Regions from separate parts of the Sus scrofa genome. Here all the other regions are linked to region 2. Evidence: chromatin contacts called from public HiChIP or PLAC-seq data. All regions are on one chromosome and are shown on one strand. The core of a region is the stretch at or near the end of the contact, and the rest is flanking DNA. Distances in the headings are between cores, read along the strand shown. Region 1 overlaps TBPL1 (TATA box-binding protein-like protein 1). Region 2 has its middle 49 kb from the start of ALDH8A1. Region 3 has its middle 88 kb from the start of SGK1.

Evidence for each region. HiChIP or PLAC-seq counts read pairs in DNA pulled down with a chosen protein or histone mark.
Region 1: a contact with region 2 is called in an H3K27ac HiChIP or PLAC-seq map of alveolar macrophages. The contact joins two enhancer-like sites. A contact is called at or near these places in 2 of 2 datasets of contacts at active chromatin or transcription factors (alveolar macrophages and skeletal muscle).
Region 3: a contact with region 2 is called in an H3K27ac HiChIP or PLAC-seq map of alveolar macrophages. The contact joins two enhancer-like sites. A contact is called at or near these places in 1 of 47 Hi-C or Micro-C datasets (embryonic fibroblasts) and 1 of 2 datasets of contacts at active chromatin or transcription factors (alveolar macrophages).

Annotation. Positions count from the first base shown.
Region 1 is chr1:29,918,400-29,922,339 of Sscrofa11.1, forward strand. The region is part of intron 1 of TBPL1 (TATA box-binding protein-like protein 1); the gene reads right to left. Among named protein-coding and RNA genes, the nearest start is that of TBPL1, 16 kb to the right of the region's middle. Within about 2 kb of position 2,397, at least 15 of the 83 cell types and tissues checked have an H3K27ac peak or open chromatin away from gene starts, as enhancers often do. A contact at or near this core is called in alveolar macrophages, where this site is marked.
Region 2 is chr1:29,107,498-29,111,016 of Sscrofa11.1, forward strand. It overlaps the pseudogene LOC110260030. Among named protein-coding and RNA genes, the nearest start is that of ALDH8A1, 49 kb to the left of the region's middle. Within about 2 kb of position 1,979, at least 56 of the 83 cell types and tissues checked have an H3K27ac peak or open chromatin away from gene starts, as enhancers often do. A contact at or near this core is called in alveolar macrophages, where this site is marked.
Region 3 is chr1:29,657,869-29,661,765 of Sscrofa11.1, forward strand. It overlaps a transcript of SGK1 not described here. Among named protein-coding and RNA genes, the nearest start is that of SGK1, 88 kb to the right of the region's middle. Within about 2 kb of position 2,308, at least 3 of the 83 cell types and tissues checked have an H3K27ac peak or open chromatin away from gene starts, as enhancers often do. A contact at or near this core is called in alveolar macrophages, where this site is marked.

The DNA of each region.
Region 1 (3,940 bases), core at 1,147-3,646, 810 kb after region 2:
ATAACCCTAAATCTAATTAAAAGCCCAAAGAATGAAACTGTATCAACCTGAGAATACAGAAAAGTGCATTCTAGCTAATGTTAAGTGTATTCAAGTTGAGGATATTGTGGGAGTCCTGCAAGGTTTAACCACGGAATTACTATCTATACAAGAGTTGAGGAGTTCCCGTCGTGGCACAGTGGTTAACAAATCCAACTAGGAACCATGAGGTTACGGGTTTGATCCCTGGCCTTGCTCAGTGGGTTAAGGATCTGGTGTTGCCGTGAGCTGTGGGGTAGGTTGCAGACATGGCTCAGATCCGGCGTTGCTGTGGCTCTGGCATGGGCCAGTGGCTATAGCTCCGATTCGACCCCTAGCCTGGGAACCTCCATATGCTGAGGGAGCAGCCCTAGAAATGGCAAAAAAAACAAACAAAAAAAAAACAAAAAAAACAAAAAAAAAAAAAAAAGAATTGAGGAATGGCAGAGGGAGGGAGAGACTGGATATAGTTTAATTTGAAAACACAGCATGAACTCAGGTGATCTCCTAGAGATCATTCTTCTCTACAAATAAGATATGCCATGCAAACTAAACTCATATTCTTTATAAACCTCCCAAAACAGCAGCTTAGGAAACAGACATTTTGAGTTGCTGATCCCAACAGATTACCTGACAGTCTCTGAACACATGCCTGTGACCAAGATGGAGAAAAGCACATCTTAAAAATTTAATTTAATTTTTTTCTTTTTTTGTCTTTTGTCTTTTTAGGGTCGCACTCATGGCATATGGAGGTTCCCAGGCTAGGGGTCCAATCGGAGCTACAGCTGCTGGCCCACACCACAGCCACAGCAACATGGGATCTGAGCTGAGTCTTCAACCCATACCACAGCTCACAGCAATGCCGGATCCTTAACCCTCTGAGCGGGGCCAGGGATCGAACCCACAACCTCATGGTTACTAGTCTGGTTCATTAACAACTGAGCCACTATGGGAACTCCTTATTTTATTTTATTTTTTGCTTTTTAGGGCCATACCCACAGCATATGGGGTCGAATTGGAGCTACAGTTGCTGGCCTATGCAACAGCCACAGCAACGCAGGATCCAAGCCGCAATCTGCGACCTACACCACAGCTCACGGCAACGCCACGGATGGAAACTGCATCCTCATGGATACTAGGCGGATTCGTTTCCACTGGGCCATGATGGGATCTCCGAAAAGCAGATATTTTGCCTTTTATTTATTTATTTATTTTTTGTCTTTTTGCTATTTCTTTGGGCAGCACCCGAGGCATATGGAGGTTCCCAGGCTAGGGGTCGAATCGGAGTTGTAGCCCCTGGCCTACGCCAGAGCCACAGCAACGCGGGATCCGAGCTGCGTCTGCAACCTACACCACAGCTCACGGCAACGCCGGATCGTTAACCCACTGAACAAGGGCAGGGACCGAACCCGCAACCTCATGGTTCCTAAGTTGGATTCGTTAACCACTGCACCACGACGGGAACTCCTATTTTGCCTTTTAGAAAGAGGGTGTTCTTTCACATCTGTGTAATAGTACAGCATAAACCTTACAGAAGGGGCCACTGACCTACTGTTTGCAATTAGGCATGTGACAGAGTAAGCTATCTAACCTCTCTTTCATTCTTAATTTTCTCTTCTGAAAACTGGTGAGGACATTACTGCATCTCCCAGGGTGCCTTGAAGGATTAAATATGATATATGATTATCTATGTCGAGTACACAGCATACAACATGTGTTCACGAAACAATAGCTACTACAGTTTAATGGACTCACAGGGAGTAGACCATCATAACCAGATAGTATTATTTAATGAGTTGACACAAAACTTGAGAACCAACACACTAACAGTTAAAACAAACAAACACAGAGATCATAATAGGTTAGGTAGGGGTCAAAACTATAAGCAATGGGCCAACGTCTGTTTTGCAAAAAAGAAAGAGAAAAATCTTACTGGAACATAGCCATGCCTCATATCTTAAAAATTATTATTAAATCTAGGCGATATATGGGTTTTTGTTACATGGCCCCCCTTACATTTCTGTCAAAAAATGTCAACTTTAAAAAGGTATTTAAAAACAAAAGAAAATTTCTTCACAATAGGTTACACTATTAAGATAACATGGGTTTTAATTATATTACTTAAAAAACAAAACTAGCTTAGATAGGAGTATTCAGAGCAAAGGAAGTGTAAGCCTCTTTGCCGTTAAAAGACCCAGAATATTCTGACCTCACCATTTCAAGGGGCACTGATGTCCAGATATCCAGAGGAAAGTAGGATGGCATGAGCTATAAAAATAGTTGTATGAGGAAAGTGTCAGGACACTTAGCACAAGGAAGGAAATACAGTAGCTGTTCTCAAATGTCTGAAAAAAAGAAAGTGAAAGATCCAACTAAAGCCACACGGACGCAGACCTCATAAAGCCACACCAAAAACAAACACTTGCAAAGCAGAAGGCTCCACAGAACTCAAGTCCACAAAAAAGGGGAGGCAGGGCAAGATAATTACCCAAGTTAGGGATGTTATAGAATGAGTCTTTCACTGGGTGGAAGAGGAGACTAGATGGTTTCTAAGATCTAATTCTCAAACCCCAGGATTCCAGCGTCTTAGATGAAGACATGCTATAGACAAATTTGGGAATTATATACTAAATTTCAATTCTAGAGCTATCATGTCAGTTTAGTTAAATTAACATTCCAATTCTGAACTTCCCACTTTCCCTTCAACAGGCACTGTGTTCAAATGGACAGTAAAGGGAGAAAGTTAGATGCACTGGAGGCAACAGCACAGGCAGAGGACCAAAGCACAAAATCTGTTTGGCCCATTGACGTTACATCATAAATATGTTTCTGTGTATGGCCCAAGAGCTTATGCTTTAGGAGCCAGTTCTTGGTGTTGGCAATTTTGTGTTCTAGCACATCAAGAAAACTATTTAATAGTATGCCTGGCCACAAAAACCCTTGTGTATGCCAAAGGAAAGGATTCTACAGCATACCACTCATAATACACAAACAGTTAATAAAAACATTAGTAAAAGCAAAAGTATTTGATGTGTAAAACCATCATGCCATTAAGTTAAACGGAAAGCTAAACTGTCTTCGTTACATGTCTCCACCTTGTATTTCTGACTCAATCTAAATACCAATTCTGAAGAATGGCATCAAAATGGTTATTACAATGTTTAAAAATCTACTTTAGGAAAACTACAAACTGTTGTTTTTTTTTTTTTTAGCAGTAACAACTACTACTCTGAGGGTAGACAGCAACTATTAAAAAAACAGTGGAATTCCCATTGTGGTTCAGCAGGTTAAGAATCTGACTAGTATCCATGAGGATGCGGGTTTGATCCCAGGCCTTGCTCAGTGGGTTAAGGATCTGGCATTGCCACAAGATGCGGTGTAGGTGGCAGGTGCAGCTTGATCTGGCGTGGCTGTGGCTGTGGCATAGGCCAGTAGATGCAGCTCCAATTTGACCTCTAGCCTGAGAACTTCCATATGCTGCAGGTGCAGCCCTAAAACGAAAATAATAATGATAATAAAAAATAGTAAGGAGGAGTATATTTTATGTTTCAGTCAATACAAATATTTGCAATGATGCCTAAAAAGTGGTGGAGGAAGACTTAAATGAGGGTGATTTTCTGAAGAAGTGCTTATGGAAAGATAAGTCAATAGTAAAAAAAGTTCCAATATAAAAAACTAAAGTATTTTGTAATTTAAGAATACACAATCTAATACTTATCGCATATTGATAATGTTTAAATATGTACTAAAATGTATCTGTAAAGTAAGAAAACTTGGATGTCAAGATATGGACCCTAAGGGATACTATGTGACAGGGGCTAGCTCTGAACTCTTCCTACACTTACTTGCAAAACGCAAACAACACTGTTTACTCACTATATGATTAATTTGAGGGATTAATGAGCACCTTACAAATTATAAT
Region 2 (3,519 bases), core at 729-3,228:
TATAAACAGATTACATGTGTATATGTATCTGTGTACACATACATATAAAATACATGCATATCCACAGAGAGATAAATAGGTAATGATACATATTTATCTAAACAAAGGGAACAACAAAAATACCAAACCATGCTTGAATTGTGGTAGATTAAGAGAATGTTAGAGTGAAGGGGAAAACTGATAAAGTCTATTACAGTTTTAAATGACTATGATACTAACTCAACCTTTTTTTTTAAACTGAAATTGCCTGTACCTCCTCTCCAAACAGACAGACTTCTTTTAAGAGGAAGGAGTTCCTTACACAATATACTTTGTATTCACAGAAATCTATGCTATTCAGAACAAAACCAGTTCTGCTGGCAGATTGTGAGATCGCAGGGACATTTAAGTTGTCATTAAAATGGAAAGCAATCAAATCTTTACATCTACAAATTATACATTTAATAGTTCCACAAATTTGGCAAAGTTCGTGATGACACCTAGGTTGTTTTCACCAAATCGTAGACGTAAATATGGAAATCATCATCAAACTTGATGAAACAGACAGACGGTTTGGCCTCTACTTGATGGATGACCATGCCAGTCCTTTTAGAGCCATCTTCTTTGGCATATTCCACTTGTTTGCCTACCAGGTTGTCCACAACTTCTGGTTCTCTTTCTGCTGGAGGTGAATCAATAGAATCAGGCATAATGTGAAGGTCTCCTTCTTTATAATCATCCAAGAGTTGGTACATATACAAGACAGGATCTTTCTCATAGGTGATGTAAAACCACGTGCTCATTACAGGGACACGGGCTAGGACCATTCCCCTCCACTCGGCCTTAGAGCCATCCTCGGTCTCAAACACGTGCTTCACTGCTTTGCCAATCATCGTGTCCGCTAGGTGTGCATCGCTGATTTGAGATGTTGCAACTCTATCGGGGAGGACTTCAAGCGCAGAAACCCTTTCATCTTCATTAAGTTCTAGTCCATAAACACAGTCAACTCCATCGTATTTTATAAGATACAAAGAAGGATTTACAGGCACCTGGTCCAGAACGGTTCCTTTCCACTGGGTGACAGGGCCTTCTCCCTCTTTCCACCCATGCTGAATCCTGCAGCCTACGATGCTCCGCGGAGGCTGGGAAACTGGTGTGCTGGTGCCCACACTGCTCCGATGTGTTTTGTGGGACGACTTTTTCTTCATCTTCATCATGCTTGCCGACACACCAGTATAGGCCTGCATCAGCTCTGGACCGCTGGCCAGGTGCCCTCATTCATCTGTGATTAGGTGACCAGCAGAACTTCTGGAGAGGATGAAAAGTTCAAGATTCTCCAATTTGAAACTTCTCACGGAATTCCAGTGTTCTTATTAATCCATCATCCAAATGCCGCTTTTACAAGTTCAGCAAAAGTTTGAAATCATGAGGCCTTTGCGGGGCGGCGGAGGCCAACGTCCGCAGCCCCGCGGGCCCCGCCTTCCAGCGCTGCGTTCGGGCGGGGCCGGAGGTACCCGGCCGGCCGGACCGCGCTGCCCCGCCCCCACCCGGCGCCGGCGGCCCCGCCCCCGCCTCCGGTCCCGCCCCCGGCTGCACCGCACAGGCGCAGTGAGCCGGCCGACTGCTGGAGACTTAGCGGCGTTTGTTGTTGTCCTGGAATTGCAAGTACTAAAAGGCCACGATTGGTTTTCGCTTCACTCTGTAAGAGGTCTAATATGCACAGTTCTTGCATTTCAAGCTCTTATGATTAAAGAAAACCGTACAGATAAAAATCGTAGGACAAACGAGCCCGCGCGGAGCCCAGGCACAGCGCGAGTAATAGGAAACACAAGAGGTCCCGGGGGAAGCCTTGCGTAGCACCAGCCAACGCTGGGCCGGAGTTCACGAACTGGGCCGGCTGCTCACATAAATCACCCACACCTCTCAGTGGCTAGAAAATCATGTCCTTTGCTTTGTCCTTTACAAACATTTGCAAACAAATTGTCCTCGACAAAGATTTGCAAACAAAACTTTTTAGCAGATCCTTAAGGTCTTTTGGAGGGGGGGGTGATAGAACTGCCTGAAGATGTCAGCAGCACCATCAAAACTTCCTTCTGGCTCTATTCGACCTTCTCTGTGCCACATCCGTGGGAGCCGGAAGCTTCTTAATAGTCTACTCACATTATACCTCAATCTAAAAAAAGTAATGAGCAGGAAAATTGAGTACTCGATGTGCCTCAAATGGCTTTCTATTTGGCTTGGGCAGCGGGGAAGTGGGAGTTTTTTAGCTCTTCTGTGGTGCTGTCGATATGAAGCACATTAAACGTGAGTCAGAGTGATAAGACTCTTCAAGGTTCTCTCCAGAAATTCGTTCTAAGACTTCTTAACGATGATAAAGAAACAAAAGTAAGATGCCCGAGGTCCCACTCGTTTTTCAGAGAGTCCCTAACTTTGGGGCAAGAATGTGTAATTTATTACTTGGAAGGAATTCATAATAACAATGTGTATTTATAGTTGAATGACATATATCCCAGGCCTTTAAAGCTGCTCATGAAGAGTTCAATGATTTCATAAGTTGGGCAACCAGCCCTCAATACTTTCTCTTCCTTACGGAATATGATTGACATTGGAGGGTCTGAGAACTTCTGCAGTGAAAACCCCTGGAAGACTTCAGGCTAAACAGAGAAACGAAAGTCTAATAGTGAATATTTCATACCTGCTCTGTGAGTGCACATTATAATCTTTCTCTTCTATTTCCTGTATAAAACCTTTAATAAGGTGTTCCTCTTGTGGCTCAGCAGATCACAAATCCAAACAGTATCCATGAGGATGCAGGTTTGGTCCCTGGCCTCGCTCAGTGGATTAAGGATCCAGTGTTGCTGTGAGCTGTGGTGTAGGTCACAGATGCAGCTTGGATCCCGTGTTGCTGTGGCTGTGGTGTAAGCTGGCAGCTGCAGCTCTGATTCAACCCCTATCCTAGGAACTTCCATATGCTGCAGGTATGGCCCTAAAAGGAAAAAAAAAAATCTTTTAGTGAGACTTTGAGATGAAGAGGGTGAGTTTTGGGTGAATATGAGGAGTTGCTGGGGGTAAGGCAAAAGGAAAGGCTGGCTTTGGGGGTCAGCTGACGTATGGGTTCCATGGACACTGCAGAGCGTACAGTGGGGTAAAGAAAGGTGCTGTGGGAGTTTGGAGGAGGAACGTGCATGGAAGGCTTGAGGAGATCAGGAAAGCTTCCTAGATGTGAAGGCTACATTGAAACCTGGAGGGCGAATGGGTGCCAGTTATCATTGCTATATAACAAATTACCTCAAAAAACAACCATTTCATTTTGCTCACAGCTGGGAGGGTCAGGACGTTGGGAGGGTCTTGGTTGGCTGTTTCTCTTGCCTTATAGACGGATCCCATCAATCTCTGCCTTCATTGTCATGTGGCATTCTCCCTGTCTTCCTCTTCCCAGGGTCATCTTCTCCTTGTGTGTGTCACTATGTCCAAAGTTCCTTTTATTAGCAAGGACACCGGTCCCATTATATTAGAGACCACTCTAGTCTAGTGTGACTT
Region 3 (3,897 bases), core at 1,058-3,557, 550 kb after region 2:
GTGGGAAGTGTTACTGAGTGGATGAATATGCAGCTAGGAGCTTAGGTCTTAATACCAAGGTCCACAAATTAGAAATACTGTTTATATGAACCACAGAGAAGTTCTGAGAAAAACAGTTATAAGAGCAAATAAAATTGCAAAGAGTAATAAAGAGCTGTAGGGAAGGGGCTCATTGGATGCCTAGAGCAAAAAAAAATTTTTTTTTTAAAAAGGAGGCATTATTTGGGCAGTTTCCTTCATAGAATGAGACTGGTCAGATTTCCTATGTGATATGCCCTCTGAGAAGCTGCTGCCTCCTTTATGAGAAAGCCCCCAGTTGTGTTATTTGGGCAACCCAAAATAGGCCTTGCCATTGCATCCATCTTTCACATAACAGCTCTTCAAATACTGGCAAACTACTGTCATGGCTTTCCTAAGCTTTTCATCTCCACCTTTTTTATTTGGTCTCGGTATCAGAGTTCCTCAGAGAAGCAGACCCCTTAGAAGATAGTTATGAAGGAGTTCCCGGAGTGGCTCAGTAGAAATAAATCTGACCAGTGTCCATAGGGACGAAGGTTTGATCCCTGGCCCTGCTCAGTGGGTTAAGGATCCGGGCGTTGCCATGAGCGGTGGTGCAGGGAGGCAGCTGCAGCTCCAGTTCAACCCTAGCCTGGGACCTTCCACATGCTGCAGATGTGAAGAGAGTGAGTGCCATGAATTGGGTCATGAGATTGTGGAAATGGCAAGTCTGAAATGTACAGGGCAGGCTGGAAGGTTGATGCAATCTTGAGGCAGAATTTCTTCTTTCTCAAGAAAATCTGCTTTGTTCTTAAGGCCTTTTGACTGATTGGATAAGGGACACTCAGATTATCAAAGATAAACTCTTTTAGTTAAAGCTTACTGACTGTCAATATTGATAACATCCACAAACTCCCTTCACAGGTAAACCATAGATTAGTGTTTAATTTAATAACCAGGTACCAGAGCCTAGCCTAGTTGATACATATAATTAACCATCACAATATTCTCCTCCATTCTCCCTGCTCTTATTTGCATGTTAGCGAGTTTGTCAATAATCTCCTTTTTTTTTTTTTTTAAATGGCCACACCCAGGGCATACGGCAGTTCCTGGGCCAGGGACTGAATCCAAGCTGCTGCTGTGAACTGTGCCACAGCTGCAGCAATGCCAGATCCTTTCACCCACTGCGCCGGGCCAGGGATTGAACCCATGCCTCCCAGCAACCTGAGCTGCTGCAGCCAGCTTTTTAACCCACTGTGCCACAATGGGAACCCCTCATTATCCCTGTTAAAATCAGAAGAATAAATCTAGGGAGTTTCCACTGTGGCTCAGTGGTAACAAACCCGGCTAGTATCCATGAGGATGCGAGTTCAATCCCTGGCCTCGATTAGGGGGTTAACGTATCTGGCATTGCTGTAGCTATGGCATGGGTCACAGCTGCAACTCCACCCCACATTGCTGTGGCTGCGGTGTAGGCCAGCAGCTGCAGCTTCAATTCGACTCCTAGTCTGGGAACTTCCATATGCTGCAGGTGCAGCCCTAAAAATAGCAAAGAAAAAAGAAGAAGAAGAAGAAAGCTAGAACCAGTACTCCTTATTGGATTTAGCAGGACAGTGTATTATATCCCTTGTTCTGGCCTCAATGTTTCTACTAATATAGCCTCATTCCAGGAGTTCAGAAAGTGGATTAGGTGTTTCTTATAAGGTTGCATGTGAAGTAAAATTTCTAGGACTTTTTCTTCCTGAACTGCTTCTCAGCCAATCGCTCTTATTCCACCACTAGAAGGAAAACAGTGAGTAGATCTGTCATACCTCAAGGGTAAGAAAACTCGAGTAAATAAACTGCGTTAACATGTGAGGGACTTTCTCAGCACAAGATCTACGTGGGATTATAGCATGCCAGAAATGAACAAGATCGTAAACATCTTAGCTTGCCAGGGGCCTGCAACTTGCTCTGAGGTAGCGCTGTCGACTTCCTGTCTCAACTGACAGCCAGTTTCATCTCTGGAAAGCTAACTGTGAATTAGGACCAAATTCATTACCCTTATGCACGTATATTCATTTTCCATGCTCAGAAGGCTCACATGCCTTCCTGTTACTACCATCTGCTTGTCTTTTAATTCTTACCAGTTTTTTGATAAGTACAATCCTTATCTCTTCATGGATGAGAAAATACTCAGTTTTAGTTCCTCAAAACCACACTTCTAATAAGTTCGAGAAACAGCACTTGAAATCTGACCTTCTAGGAGTTCCCACTGTGGCTCAGCATTAACGAACCTGACTCGTGTCCATGAGAAGGCAAGTTTGATCCCTGGCCCTGCCCAGTGGATTAAGGAGCTTGAAGTGCCATGAGCTGTGGTGTAGGTGGCAGATGCGGCTGGCTCAGATCCTGCGTTGCTGTGCTGTGGTGTTGTTGGCTGGCAGCTACAGCTCCGATTCAGCCCCTAGCCTGGGAACTTCCATATGCCATGGGTGTGGCCCTCAAAAGAAAAAAGAAAAAAAAAAGAATCAGACCTTCTAATAGTTCTAAGATAGTGAGATAAACATCAAAACAGACAAAAGCTAAAAGCTATGAATGGATAAGTGGATGAAAAAGTTAGATCTGGACCTTAAAAATATGATTAGAGTCCAATGCAAGGAAGCTGGAACAGCAAATGAGGCTGTGAAATTTCCAAAAATTGGGTCTGCCTCTTCATTCAAAGCTCACGGGGTGACAAGCAGATGCTTAGCAACTCATACAACACATATTTGCTGAACTTGATCCACGCAAGACACTGCTTGGGGTGACAAATGACACAAAGATGTCTAAACTGAAATCTTTACCCTTAAAAAATTTACAATCTAGAGTTCCCGTCGTGGCTCAGTGGGTTAAGAACCTGACTGATATCCTTGAGGATGTCGGTTCAATGCAGCTCTGATTAGACCCCTAGCCTGGGAACTTCCATATGCTGCAGGTGCAGACATTAACAAAAAACCAAAAAAAATCTAGTGGGGGACACAAATTAAGAAGCCAAATCACCACAGTAAGATATGTATTCATCTACAAATACTTAGAAATTTCTACATGCCCTCAAGACAGTCATGAATAAGACATAGGTAATAAAATGGGAATAGGAATTATCCTCTATCTGATAGAGATATCTTTCTTCAGAGGAAGGCCCCTGGAAGATTGAATGGACTGGGAGAGCAATTAATGATGAATAACAACGTTGACAATTTCTAGTAAAATAAGCCAAGCACTCCCACCCCAAACCTTCTCATGCTGGACTTTGCATGGTTTTCAGGGAGAAACGATGAGGCAGGCACTAGCTATAATGAGAGCAGTGATTTTTCAGGAAAGGGATAAGTGGGAGTTCCCTGGTGTCGTAGCTGGTTAAGGATCTGGTGTTGTGACTGCTGTGGCACAGGTTGGGAACTTCCACATGCCAAGGGCTCAGCCAAAAAGAAAAAAAAAAAAAGTGAAAATATTAAAGCCTGAAAATAATTAAGCCTAATTTAATTTAATATTAAATTAAAATTAAATATTTTACTATTAAAATATTAAGGCCTTTATCAGAGCAGTAAAATTAGTACCCATGGATGGAAAGATGAGAAGTACTAGATGATGGAATTATAAGTAAATTATAAATAAATCATTGGCCATGCCCTAAGTCAAATAAATGTCAAAATCAAATAAATGCTATAGAAATCACGGTCCAAGGACATGTTAAAAATTTTACAATAGGAGTTCCCATTATGGCTCAGTGGTTAATGAATCCAACCGGGAACCATGAGGTTGCAGGTTCAATCCCTGGCCTCACTTAGTGGGTTAAGGATCCGGCATTGCCATTAGCTGTGGTGTAGGTAGCAGACACAGCTGGGTTCTGGTATTGCGGTGGTTGTTGTGTAGGCCAGCAGCTGC